2 separate regions of the Rattus norvegicus genome follow, and region 1 is linked to region 2. A link is a contact called in public Hi-C data. All regions are on one chromosome and are shown on one strand. Each heading gives the region's core, a stretch centred on a gene start, on an enhancer-like site or on the middle of the called end of the contact. The rest is flanking DNA. Distances are from core to core; before and after follow the strand shown. Region 1 holds the start of Ppif (peptidylprolyl isomerase F). Region 2 overlaps Zmiz1 (zinc finger, MIZ-type containing 1).

Region 1 (7,158 bases), core at 3,524-6,023, 160 kb after region 2:
CAAGTGACCCAAAACTTGATGGCTTCAAATGACAAACGTGTTTTTCCAGTTTCTGCAGCTCATCAGACCAGCCATGGCTTAGCTGGAGGCTTCTGCTTAGGAGGTTGCAGGCCAGATTGGGCTAGGAATAGATACCCAAGGCTCTTCTGGAGGTGAGACTCAACTTTCAAGTACAAATAGTGGTTGGAAAGTAGCAGAAGACACATCTCCAAGATGTCGCATGTAGTTACAGTCAGGCTTTCTTCTCTCTCCACAGGGCCTCTGCTAGACTTGTGTCATCCCCACCCCCAGCCCCCATGATATGACAGAGGGTAAGGGGTGTGTGTGTGTGTGTGTGTGTGTGTGTGTGTGTGTGTGTATGCTTGCATGTGTGCATGTGCATAAGAGAAAGACAGAAGAGAAGAGTGCTCTCAGAGAGGAGACAATGAAATACGCGGGTTGGAGGAGGAAACACAAGTTCAGAGAAGAAATCACAGATTCACATATGGTCTTAGGTACTCCTTTTCCATTGGCTGAGTTCTGTTCATTACAATCAGGTAATTAGATTGGCCCATCCTCACAGAGACATGTGTATAGCTCCCAGAGATTCTCTGGAGCAGTTTACAGACTGTCTGCCTCCATGGGGTTGGAGGTGGGAAGAACTTTTTTTAGTACAGCTTTCTTCTATACAATGGAAAGGGTTGTGTGTAGCTGAACCAATGCTGGCTCCTGCGTAGCTCCTCCCACCACAACTTAGAGCTCCCACACTGTATCCTCCATGAATTGAGCAGCCCAGGCCAGCGGACCTTAGACTGTGTGGGTGAGGAAGGCTGAGCTCTACATGTGCATGTGTAGAGCTTTAATCTTCGATGTGCAGGGTGGGCTGGGCTGGAATTGGGATCCCCTAAGGGAGCCATGGCTGAAAGGAGCAACAATCTTATCATAAAACCATGAAGAACCCCAACTAAAGTACAATGTATGCTTTCAGATCCAGCCTTCTCTCCAGACATGGTGGAACACCCTGTGGTTCTGGTGCTCAAGGGACAGGAGGATCACACGTTTGAGGCTGGAGTGGGTGACGTAATGTGATAAGACTTTCTCAAAAAGCAAAAACCACAGCAACAACAAAACTCCTACCCACACCCTGACCCCTGGATTCTTCCACTGGCCTGGACAGGAAGGCATCCATTCATTCACTCATTCATTCACTCACTCACTCATTCATTCACTCATTCATTCATTCATTCACTCATTCATTCATTCATTCACTCATTCACTCATTCATTCATTCATTCACTCAACCATTCATTCACTCATTCATTCACTCACTCACTCATTCACTCATTCATTCATTCACTCACTCATTCATTCACTCACTCATTCATTCACTCATTCACTCATTCATTCACTCATTCACTCATTCATTCATTCATTCACTCACTCACTCATTCATTCATTCACTTCATACTCATATCTTCACTGAGCCCCTGTTCTATTCAACTTCCATTCTACGTAACATGAGCAATCCTCTGAACTAGGTATAACCAACTCCTCTGCACAGGTGCAGAAACCGAGGCTCAAAGAAGCCAAAACAAACAAAACACCTTTGTGGACTTACACAACCTTTAGGATGAAGCCACACCCTGTGCCCATTTATGGCACCCACTGTCAGTCCAGTGCTTCCTGCACAGCCTCTCTAGACAATCCCAGCTTATATGATAGCCACAGTACTCACCTCTGCCTCCCACGCCCTCATGCATCACACTGCCCAGCACCTGCCTTGTGGATATGTGGTGGATATGTGGATATGTGGTGGATATGTGATGGATATGTGTGGATATGTGGTGGATATGTGGTGATATGTGATGGATATATGGCAGATATGTGGTGGATATGTGATGGATATGTGGCAGATATGTGGTGGATATGTGATGGATATGTGAATATGTGGTGGATATGTAATGAATATATGGATATGTGGTGGATATGTGTGGATATGTGATGGATATATAGATATGTGGTAGATATGTGTGGATATGTGGTGGATATGTGGTGGATATGTGTGGATATGTGATGGATATGTGGATATGTGGTGGATATGTGATGGATATGTGGTGGTATGTGATAGATATGTGGTGGATATGTGGATATGTGGCAGATATGTGGTAGATATATGGATATGTGGCAGATATGTGTGGATATGTGGTGGATATATGTTGGATATGTGATGGATCTATGGTGGATATGTGGATATGTAGTGGATATGTGGATATGTGATAGATATATGGATATGTGGCAGATATGTGTGGATATGTGGTGGATATGTTTTCCATGGCTCATTTCTTATTAAATCTTATAGTAAAATTAATTCCTAAGCAAATGCCTGAATCCTTGTACTTGGGAGGCACAAACAGGAAAATTGATGTATGTTCAAGGCCAACTAGATATACTTAGTGAATTACAGGCATTTAGAGCTATACAGCAAGACCCTGTCTCAAACAACCAAAGAAAAAGAAAAGAAAAGAAAAGAGAAGAAAAGAAAAGAAAAGAAAAAGAGAGAGGAAATAGTTTCCAACATTCTTAGAAGTTAGATTTTGACCATGGTGATGTGGCTCAGTTGGTAAAGTGTTGGCGTACCGTTCATGAAGCCATTGGTTTGACCCCCAACGCCATTTAAACCAGGTATGGTGGTGCACATTTATAATCCCAACATTGATCAGGGAGACAGGAGAGTCAGGAATTCAAGGTCATCACTGGTTAAACAGCAAGCTTGACGTTAGCCTGGACTACATGAAACTCTGATCTCTAAGAGGGGTTCTGGAGAGATGGCTCAATCATTAAGAGCATTTGCTGTTCTTCTAGAGGATCCAAGTTCAGTTTCCAGCACCCAAATTAGGTAGCTTACAGTTGTTCAGGGGATCTGATGTCCTTTTCTGGCCACTGTGGGCACCTGCACTCATGTGTGCGTACCCTCACAGAGACACACAATTTTTAAGTTGTTGGAAACTTCAAGTGTTCTGCTCCTATGTGATGATGTGACGGCCTAGCTAGCTGCTCCCAGGTTCCCACCTATGGAGCCTCGAGAGTGGGAGCATGCCCCAGCCACTCAGATAGCATTTATCTTTTACCCACTTCTGGCCTTTGCCAGCCCAGATTACTCCTGGCACCTACGGGCACCTGAGTTTGCAACTCCAGAACCCAAGTGTGATCCCAATCTCTCCTGACTGCTTCTTGGCTCTATGAATTCCAAGCATGTTGTCACAGGGTCCCAGGGAACATCAACTGTCAGTACTCATGAATAAGAAGCCCCTGGGCAGTTTGGGGAGAAACCCCTGAAGATGACCCAGTCTATCAGCTGCTGGGGAGCTAGCAGAGTATGTATCTCAGCGGGGCCCAGTGTCTTCAGGGCTGGGCATATGCTTAGCTGCATACAGAGACCACTGAGGGCAGGACAGGAAGGACAGACAGACACCAGAATCCAGCCTGTGGTAAAGACAGAATTTGTCTTTGGTTCACACAAAGGGGAGTGAAATGTGTTCGCTAACGAGCTGGAAGATAGAACATGAAGGAAGTCAGGTAGAGGAGGGAACACTGTACCATCTGTGGCTCCCCTGCTCCTCAGTCTCTCAGCTCCTCCCCTTCTCCAGTCTCTCAGGACTTTGAGATCTTGCAGTGGAGAGTCCCCCCTATGCTCTGAATCCATACCCTGAGTATGCAGTCTAGGCTATGCCCGTCACTGTTGTCCACAGAGCAGTGTTTAACAGTTAACAAATCTCTCTCTCTCTCTCTCTCTCTCTCTCTCTCTCTCTCTCTCTCTCTCTCTCTCTCTCTCAAGTTTATTTATCCCCTGAATAGGTATGAGTTAAAAGCAAGATAAGTTTCTCATAACTTCCTTGGTTGCAGAAGGACTGGCCCAATCAGGGTTTTCTAGCCCTGGTCAGAGCTTTCTTCTCTTTCTGAGCCTCAGTTTCCTAACTGAGTATCGGGTTTGGCTCACATGCCCCCACTTGCTGGCATTCATTCGCTTCCCAGGCTGCTGCTGTGCCCCGAACACAAGGGCTTAAATCCCTGGCTGTGGCTCTGCTGCAGGCTCCTTTCCTTTTGTATCACACACTGTCAACTTCCCGGCATCCGTTCAGAATGGTTGCTTAAGAAGTTATTTGCAGGTGCATGCAGTCAGTAAGGAGGTGTATTCCAGGTGAGTTCTAGTGGGTGTAAATCTAGCCCAGTATCTTCCTGGCCTGGCTGGAAGTGATAGGGACAAACAAGGGTTGTCAGTGTGGGCTGGAGAGGAGAGGTCACCCTGGGACTGAGGCCTGGGAGATGCACTATTGATTGGGCAAACTGTATTTTCAGTCCTCTAGCCAAGGCACTGATCTCTAGAGGCAAAACGAGACATTCAGCCCTGGAGCAGGAGGCCTGAGGTCGGTCACCTTGTGGGTGTCGTATCTTTTTTACTTCTCTGTTCTTTCTGTTATCTCTCCCTTTCTGATCCACCTCAGAGCCTCCCACGTCTTTCTGACTCTCAGGATCAGTGTCTCTCTTGGTCTAGAGGCTCTTTCAAATGACTTCCGGTTCCGCGCGTGGGGCTACGGGATGGGGCACAAAGCACGAACTGATTGCGCTGCCAGATGCAACCAGCAGGGGACACTAGAGAACCAGTTCTGAGGGGGCGTGACGGAGGCGTGTAGGGGCGTGGTCTCGAAGCCAGAGGACCAATAAAGGCGATGGCACGCGGCCTAGGTATCGCTTCCTGGGTCGTACGACCTCTGTTGTGTCTGCTCTGAGTTCTTCCGCGCGCCCTCGCCCGACCCGTGACAGCGATGCTAGCTCTGCGCTGCGGTCCCCGCCTGCTCGGTCTGCTCTCCGGCCCGCGCTCCGCGCCGCTCCTCCTCTCCACGACCCGTACCTGCAGCGACGGCGGAGCCCGAGGCGCGAACTCTTCCTCCCAAAACCCGCTCGTGTACTTGGACGTGGGCGCCGACGGACAGCCGCTCGGCCGCGTGGTGCTGGAGGTGAGACTTGGCCGTAGGGAAAACCTGGACTTCCCGGGCCCCGTACTGTGCCTGGCACACCGGATGACCTTGGGCCTCAGTTTCCCTCTCTCAGAAGAAGCGGCATCAACTTGGTCCGTTTCCGGGCATTTCAAAACCCTGGAGGATGGGGGGGGGGGGGAGGGTGATATGGAAGAGAGAGGGAGGGCTAGTGTGGAGGAAAAGGTCAAGGTCAGATCGTACTGAGTGACAGCCCACTGACCGGCCAGGACTGACGTTGGGCTTCCTAGAACCGTCTGCGTCCAAGGTTGGACCCAGAGCTCAGGTGGGTGTCTGAGGTCCAGGTGTTGCCTGGTGCTCATTTGTTGGCCTGAGCACACTCGGGATCCGCCCCCAAGGCCTGATTACCTAAGAGGAGGCACATGGAATGAATGAGAAGGTTCTGAATTGGGAGCCCAAGCTTCTCCACTCTTTGAGGTCCACGTTCAACAATGGCTCCTGTTCGACCCTTGAAGAGAAAATTAGGAAACAGTCAAAATATCAGGAGGAGGCTCTAGGAGCCTTTTGGCTTGAACAAAGGTACCAGTTAGTGTTGGCTGCCCGATTTGCGAAGGGGGTGTGTGTGGCCAATATTTATTATTATGCCTCAGTTTCATCTTTTGGAGAATGAGGAGCATCTCCCCAACCCCATTTGGTGAAGAGGGATTCTTAAAAGAAGCCAAGAGTCAGGCTTGGATGAGGCCTGTCTGTCATTCCTCAACTGTCTGCTCCTTCCTTCTGGGGACCTCAGTTTCCCCCTGCACTGAGGAACATCAGCTGGTCCTGATGATACTCTTGGTCCAGGGACTCCTGCTGAGGACCTCCAGTTGACAATTCTGTCCCGGAAGTGGGCCAGGATGACAGTAGTTTCTTCTGATAAGAAACTGAGGCCGTCTCAGGCAAGCCTTGGTTGGGTTCAGGAAGCAGCTGCCAGGGATGATAGCTTTCTTGGCTGTTCCTAGGAGAGTCAGTGGGCATGGAGAGGAATGGTCCTGATGCCCTGGCCTCTGGGTGTGAACCTCGAGGGGGCTCTGCCCTGCACCTGCTTCTCGACTGACCGTCCTTTTCTGTTCTTTTTCTTCCCTGTAGTTAAAGGCAGATGTCGTGCCAAAGACAGCAGGTAAGGCCCAGATGTGAGCCAGCCAAGGCTGGTAGGCTTCGGGGTTGAATTAGAACAGACTGTGACGTGTGGGTATCTCAACTTAGGCATAGCTGATAGGTACCCCTAAGGCAGCCTTTTGTCCTTCTCTGGACCTCGTTGTCAGCTCTGCTAACCAGACCAAGAGTAGCTAGACAGCCCATAACCAGGGGAAGCCCCATGTAAGCTCCCCCCCATTTCTGCATGGCAGCACAGGGCAGGGTATAGTCTTTGGGCTCCTCACCCTGTTACCCTGACTGGCACAGCTTAGCGCTTGGATTCAAGCCACAGCACTTGCTACTGGCTCAAGGCAGGAAATTATGTGATCAGGAGTTGAGTCCAGAGGAGGGGCAGGGTCTTTCCACACACACCGAACCTGGGGGATTGGCAGGGAAGGCTGGCCTGCTCTTAACCCGCCTGTCTCCCTCCCTCCTCCCCCCTCCTCTCTCTCTCTCTTCAGAGAACTTCAGAGCCCTGTGCACTGGTGAGAAGGGCTTTGGCTACAAAGGCTCCACCTTCCACAGGGTCATCCCAGCCTTCATGTGCCAGGTAACAGGAGCACAGCCTCTGCTGTGACTGATCGGGATCACTGACAAGCAAGCTGGGCCCTGGGGCATGGAGGGGACACAGTGGAGGGCTGCTGGTGGGGGTTGACCCTGAGGCTTTGAAGGGCTATCAGAGTTAGACCGCCTCTAATCTTGGTATTCCCTGTGCCCTTGAGCACTGGGCCTGGGAGAAGAGGGGGTGGGGATAAGATGGCTAAGTCTGTCTTACATATGCTAGAACCTGGAGGGGCCTTGCCAGCGAAGGGCCTTTTCTTGGCTAAGTGAACACATTCTTTAGTTTCTTCCAGTTTTTTTACAAACATGCTGCATCAGGTTTCAGGCTAGGTGTTGACAACAAAAACCTCACGGGCAGACTCAAGGTCGGAGGCTGATGTGTGGAGACCAGGAGGCAAGCATAGATGTCATGGCCTCTCTGGAGTCCTTTCTGCCTATGCTCTTCTCT
Region 2 (7,215 bases), core at 1,583-4,082:
GACGCTTGTATTCCTCGAGGACCAAGGGCTGAACCGGTGTTTCCAGATGAGGAGGAGCCCTTTCCTCCAGGGAGGTAAAGCCAGAGCAACTACCTGCAGCTGACAGATAATGCAGGCCAAGATGACCTCTGAACATCTGGGTTCTTCTATGAACCCTCCAGGCGGGACAAGACAGCCCTGAAATGGGCCTCACTTGGTCTTTGCCACGTTCACCCGTCTTTCTAGGAACCATGCATTCTCCCAGGCCCAGAACAACATGAGTGAGTGAGTGAGTCAGTCAGTCAGTCAGTCAGTCCGTCCGTCCTATTTGGTGAGCTACCTGTGTTCTTGCCTATATCCCCTTCTTGGCTGACTCTTCCCTCTCTCCTTTCTTTGACAAACATTTCTTGGCATGTGTCCTTGCCAGCCCCGTGTTCCAGGAAATCCAGCCCTAAAGGTATTAATGGCCAAATCAGTGGCAGCTTCCCAGACAGGCCAAAGGGTTCCAGGAGGCAAGGCACATTAGAAGCAGCAGCTGTGTGTAGGAACTGATATACAGCACCTGGGCTCTAGGAGGGAGACGGACACTCAGCACTGGGTATCAAGATGAGGAGGTCCCAAGGGCCACCTCAGAGTGTGCAGGGCATCATCGCCAGACTTAGCCCTGATAACATTTAGGGGTACAATGTTCAGCACAAAGAAGTTAAATGGGAGCCTCTGCAGAGAAAATCTAGAGGAGTGTAGCTGGGAGCTGCCATTTTACTGGTCACATGTGAATATGGGTGCTGAACAGGGCGGGCACAGGGTAACAAGGCTAGAGTCGACATTGCTGTCTGGGCTTCCACTGCCCACAGTCATCTGGTAGCTCTAGTGTGCTGGCCACCTGCCAGGCTGAAGTCTGACCTCTATCCTCCACCCCACTTGTCTGAGGCCACAGACCATTGGCCTTCAGCAACTCTCAGCCCCTCCCAAGCTTCCTGCCTCAGAAGTCCCAATTGTCTAGATCCGGCCTCTTGTCCACAAGTGGCAGCCAGTGTGTGGTTCATATCAGTTCTGCCGAAACTCAGCAGATGCACTTTCCCCCCATCAGGATTTCCAGAACCAGGAGGCCAGCTGGGGCTAACTCTTGTTTGGGAATTACTTGGGCTACCTCGTACAAACAGGAGAACAGAAGAGGGCTGTAGGCCTAGAGGCTGGCTAGGAGTCTAGCATTGGCTGGGGGAGCAATGAGGAGCCAGGGGGACCTAGGATATGTGTTTATATCCCCCAAGCTCCCAGAGCAGGCCATTAACTTCCCTTTTACTGTACCCCCAGCCTGGGTAGGTTTATCCCCAGCTCCTGTGAGCCATAGAGAATTGGCTGGAGTCACCTACACTGGTAAAGTCAAGAGCGTGCTTGTGTGACTCCATGGGCCTTTTCCCCTGTACCACTCAGGGGGTCTGACCTGTCAGCGCGTGGCAAAGCCAGTTCCTAAAGGCCCTGTCAGCCAAGACCAAATGCTCAGAGTCTCAGAGGTTGGAGGCCATGGTGGCCGAGCCTACCAGGCGTCCTAGTCCATCCTCCCTCTAGAAAGCATCGGCTTTCTGAAGCAGCCTCTGAGGCCCTCCCTCTCCCCTGGGCCCGGTGGAATTGATGGGACAGGAAGCCAGGGGAAGTGGGAGGATGGGTCTAGCCCAGAGACGAAGTACAATGAAGCATGTCCTGTCCCCAGGGCCACAGGCACACAGGTCACCCCCACAGGAAACCCTACCCAACCACTACCTTGGCCCACCCAGGCTTCCCGACTGAAGCATCTCCTATTCCCGTGGGAGCCACCACCAAGAATCCTACCCTCTTGAGAAAGGAAGGCATGCCCCAACCCTGACCTGCTCTCACTCCTCCCATGCTGTCCCATGGGTAGAGGCTCTCTCCCTGTGCCAAGATCTCACCCTACATGTGCATGACTGGGCTCCTTCAGACAACCACTGACCTTCAGGCCCACAGGAGAAACCTCAGGGCAGGCCTGTAAGCCAGAGACCCAGATTCCAGATTCTTTGTCCAGGATGTACCCTGGTTTGGTGGTCCCCCCCAGGGAAGTCACTTGTCCATTCTGGGCATCATCTGTAAAGAGCCAGGGAGGAGTAGACATTCTGCCTAGAGTAAGCAGTCAGTGAAATAAAACCCTTGGCAGAGGGTAAGCTAATGACTGGTGAGAACAGCTGGACTTGGGTGACCACTCACAAGCCCCTCACACATCCCTGAGCATGAGGAGGGGCCGTTTTCCATCTCCCAGACAAGCAGGTGGACCGTGTCTGAGCTCTGCCTTTCACAGGCAGGTGGTGTCAGGTCAGTGGCTCTGAAAGTGTGAGTGTGTGTGAGATAGAGAAAGTGTGTGTATGTGTATAGGTGTGTACGTGTAGGCATGCGTAAGTGTGTGTGTCTGTGTGTGTGTACCTCAAGAAGGTCCTCTAACCCATTCTCCTCCCTCCTGTCAGATACCTAAAACACCTCAAGCTGGGTGGCCACCAGGCAAGTTCAATGTGTATATGGGTGTCTGGTCCCAAGGTCAGGACTCCAAGGAAAATGGTTAAGACTTGGAAGGGATAAGGGAGGTTGGGGAGAGGGGGTGGTGCACCTTGAACTCATGTAGCAGTTAATGAACAGAGGGGAAGTCCCTAACACAGAAGCCCCTCAGCCTTAGGAGCCACTTTGCCAACCTGGCCTTACGGAACCTTTGTCCTTGCTTGGTTTTGCTGGGTGATCCCTGCAAGTCTGACCAAGGGGACCAGAGCTTTCCCAGGAACAGCCGTGGAGAGGGAAGACTATACAGAGCCCCTGACATTCTTAGACTGAGGAGTCATGAGTTCTTGGGAAGAGAGATTGGCAGTGAAAAGCCTGCATGTGCACTGAACGTAGGGCCCCTGAGTCACGAGGAGACAAAGCTAACCTGAGTGGATGCCAGAAATAGAGGGCCAGGCCAGCCTCGGTCTCTTCTGTGGACTGGTGTAGCTGTCCCAGGCTAACACTATGCCCCTCACCTCTTCCTTTGGGTGTCTCCCTGCCCCACCCACGCCTAGGTGGAGCCCATTGTTACACACACACACACACACACACACACACACACACACACACACACGGCTCTCTGCTCTTTGTGGGAGGCACTCTGGCTGCTGCACCGAGTTTTGGTTACAACCCAAAAGTACTGGTAGTGGGTGGAGTCACAGGATGCATGGTTATGAGTCAATATGGCTGGGCTTGTGTGTCATCAGACTGCATGCTGGGCTGGCTTCTCCTGCTGGCTGCCTTTTCTCACCCACGTATGTGGGCTGCTTCTCTGGATAGGACAAGGCTGTGCCCAAAAGCTCAAAACAACCCAGGTCGGGGAATCTGGAGGCTTGGCTCCAGGCCCCCTGATTTCCCAACCTGGTGTGGTGCCCTTGATCCCTGAGCTCTATTCACAGTGGAATTGAGTGACCATGGACACTTGAGAGCTCTCAGCCCTGGCCTCGGGGAAGACTCCAGAGACAGTTTTGAGTGATGATGGCCTCAGACCAGTGAAGGCAGGTCCTTGGGTGTAACTTGTAGCACTTCTGGTTTGGGTAGCCTCTGGTGGCTTTCCTCTTTACTCTCCCCAAGAACCCTTGAGTTGACAGTCCAGTAGACTCAGTTCACAGAGCCTAAAGCTAGTACTGAGTCCAGTATGGCTCCTTTCTTACCCTAAGCAAGTGGCCTCTAGTATCTGAGCCCATTTTTCCTCATTTGTGCAATGAGAATGACAATGCCCATCTCATAGAATTGCTTTGTGTGTGGGGGGGGGGGTGGTGGTGAGTGTGTTCACAGTGGGCTCATATGTATAAACCGTATCTTTAGCCCAGGCCTGGGTGTGGGCAGTAAGCACCATGTGTCAGCTGACTTCCTTTAATCCACACATAGCCCGTAACACTGTAGCTATCACTGCTTCTTTGCGTCCAACTAAGTCCTTGCCTTGCCCTGTCTCTGTTGCGATGGCGAACTCCTTGAGACTGGATAGTTTAGAAGGAATAGGAGTTTATTTGGCCCACATTTCTGGAGACTGGGGAGTCCTAATGTATACTGTTAGCTGAGAGCGTCCCAGTGAAGTAGAGGGTGCTGCATAGCAAAGCTGAGCTCTTCTGTGACACCACTAATGCCATCGTGAGGGCCCCACCTCCAAGCCATGAACACATAGACTGTGGGGACACATTCACACCGTAATATTGGGTTGTCTGCAAAAGCCTTGTATTAAGTGCTAGAGCAACGTGAAGAGACTACTTACCTCAAGCGATATCCTTGTGCCTTCCAGGCCCTCAGAATGTGTGTTCTGTCAGTCCTAAGAATGGATGGGCAGATGAGGGTGTCACTCCTCACCCTGACACTGCTTGGCTGTGTCAAATTGCTGGGATGACAGCCTCTCCCAAAAGAACGGGGTCCCAGCTTCTGCAGAGAAGAGCGCCTTACGCCTGCAAGAAGGCTTGGCAGGCTCACTTCTAGGGATCACAGGAACCTCCAGGACAGGAAGGCCAACCTGTACTGGGTGTGCCCCGGCTGAGGGATGGAGGAGCTGATATCACATTCATGGTGCAGGAAGATGCAGAGGCTAGAACACTCTGGCACCCTCCAGGGCTAAGCCTAGGGCACCCAGGAAGGCAGGCCTAACTAGTTTCTGGCCATTCACAGTAAAGCAGGTTGGGGATGCCCTTCTCTGCCCAGCACCCTGCTCAGTGTTCTTCTCCTAGTTTGTCCAGCCAACTGGGCACTGAGTAAACATCCTCCTCCTCCCCAGCAGCTGTCCACCTGGAAGTTTCAGGGAATGGGAGGCAACCGTACCAGGTTAGGAAAAGGTGAGAGGTAAATGCTGGACACGAACGCCAGCACTGACCGAATGAGGTGTGGGCGGGGAAAGCTGAGTTGGTGAAGTGCAATGACCCTTTCTTCTTTAGTCTTTCAGTTGCCTCCGACAGTCTCACTGGCCACCCATGGAGAAAAGGCTGGATCCCCAATAATACCTTCCCTCTCCTTGCCACACCATTGAGGAAACTGAGGCTCAGGGCCATATAGACTGAGGCCACAAGAGAGGCAGGATTCTATCCAGGCCTGGAGGACATTAGAACCTTAACAAGATCAGGGCTTTCCTTTGTCTGGAGTTTATACGCCTGGGCTCCAGACACTACCTCCAGGCACATGTGGCCAGCGTCCTCAAGGGATGCCTGCTGAGTAGGGAATGTGATTGCTTTGGGGTGGAGGTGGAAGTCGTGGAGAACACACAGTCCCCAGTGCTGAAGCTGCTTGAACTTTCTGTACCAGTCATGGGTTTGAAGCCAGCTCATCCAGGTCTTAATCCATCGATGGCTCCAGATGGAAGGACCAGCTGCTTATTCATGAGTCAAGATTGGCTCTCTGGCTCCTCAGCTGCTCCCTACCTCTTACACACACACACACACACACACACACACACACACACACACAGAGAGAGAGAGAGAGAGAGAGAGAGAGAGAGAGAGAGAGGCTCCTTCATACATCGTGTTCCTGCCTCCTCGTGTTTAAGATGGTAGGTTCAGACCAAGGACCTACAGCGCTGTTCTTAGAGCCTCTGCCAGGCTGTTAATGCCCCAGGTTGAAAGTCCCAGAGCTAGGGGTAGGGTGCCGCCCCTCCTGAGTGTCCCCATGTCAGCAATAGGGTAGAGTTGTGACAAGCAAAGGCAAGAGATAAAATTTCTTTTATGGTCCATGGCATTGAAAGTGAAACGTTCCTTCGTGGGTTCCAAGACCCATTCTTTGGCCACCCTGGACCATGTGCCCTTCTAAGGGAGACCACAGCCCCTAGAAAAGGAAAGGTTAGCTGTGGCATCCTTAAGGTACATGGGAGTGGCCTTCACAAAGGGAAACCCCTGCCCAGTGTGTGTCTGGAGGTTGTCTCGAGCCTGTGTCTGATCCAGTGGAAAAGGAAGTGGGCTCTTCTTCCAGGAGCCAGCAACCCTGGCACAGACAATCTTGACCAGCTCCTGGGGCAGCCATGGAAGGGACTGGATCTCTAGGGTCTGGGGCCTTCCACTGAACAGGACCCTTTTTCTGTACCTATTATGGCTGCAGTACATATTGTGCTAAGCGTCTCTTAGCACTGCAGCAGAATCGTATGATGCCCTTCTACAGCACAGGATGGTTCTCAAGGGCTGCCCTCAGATGGATGAGAAAGCAGTCCCCAAGAAGTTCCTTGCCCAACACCATTTTAGCTCAGCAAGTGGGAGAGATGAAGTCCTCACCTAGACACTCGATACTGTCTGTCATGTGTACTGAGCCAGGTCAAAGGAAAACACACACATACACACACACACCACCCATACCTCTTCTAATACCCACAATGACACACATGCAAACGCACACGCACACACACACACACACACACCTCTTCTAATACCCACAACGACACACATGCAAATGCACACATACACACGCACACATACACACATACACACGCGCACACACACACCACCCATACCTCTTCTACCCACAATGTCGCACACGCACACATACACACACACACACTCACACACACCACCCATACCTCTTCTACCCACAGTGTCGCACACGCACGCGCGCACACACACACACACACACACACACACACTACCCATACCTCTTCTAATACCCTGGAACCATCCATCCTCCTGCCTTCCCACTTCAGCTCAAAATGGAAGCAGGAGCACCCTGTCAGGCAGAGAAGCTTCTGGATGCCAGCTTTCAGCTCTTTCTTTCCTTCCTTTGCTTCCATTTTTGCCCCTCCTGCATGTGGTATCCTGAGTCACTCGTTAACAAAAGGAAGGACATTTCTGAGGGAGAAAAGGAGTGGCTGACAATGTTTAGTAGTCAGTGGGTGGCTCAGTGACCCTCCTTCAGCACCGCATCTCTGGGTTCCTGATGGCTCTAGAGTATGAATCGAGTTTCGAGTTTCGTAGGATGTCTCCCTGTGGGTGGTCCCTGTCAGTGTGCATGTCTCAAGAACAACTTGGAACATCCCCTGGTGCTCAGAGGCCTCAACTGAAGGCCCAGGAGGCAGGTAACTGCCCTGGTCTGCAGTTATCACCTGCCCAGCAGGTCAGCCCACTGCTCCTGCCCTTCTCTGACTCCCTGGTCAGAGGACCTGGCCCTGCTTTGATGCAGGCCAAGGCTTGACAGCAGGCTTCCCTGAGCTGCTTGAAAGTCTGTGAGCAGTTCTTAGACCAAAGGCCTCCTAATGATTAC

The links. Hi-C and Micro-C count contacts between places; a contact is called where the count stands out from the background.
Region 1: a contact with region 2 is called in a Hi-C map of psoas muscle, with 1.9 times the contacts expected there. The contact joins the promoter of Ppif here to the enhancer-like site in region 2.

Annotation. Positions count from the first base shown.
Region 1 is chr16:1,259,228-1,266,385 of GRCr8, forward strand. It overlaps Ppif (peptidylprolyl isomerase F), which reads left to right and starts at 4,774. Exons shown (of 6, transcript NM_172243.2): 1 at 4,774-4,994; 2 at 6,102-6,132; 3 at 6,611-6,699. The coding sequence starts at 4,803.
Region 2 is chr16:1,098,544-1,105,758 of GRCr8, forward strand. All of the region lies in intron 2 of Zmiz1 (zinc finger, MIZ-type containing 1), which reads left to right. Among named protein-coding and RNA genes, the nearest start is that of Mir3075, 5.7 kb to the right of the region's middle. Within about 2 kb of position 2,833, at least 28 of the 93 cell types and tissues checked have an H3K27ac peak or open chromatin away from gene starts, as enhancers often do.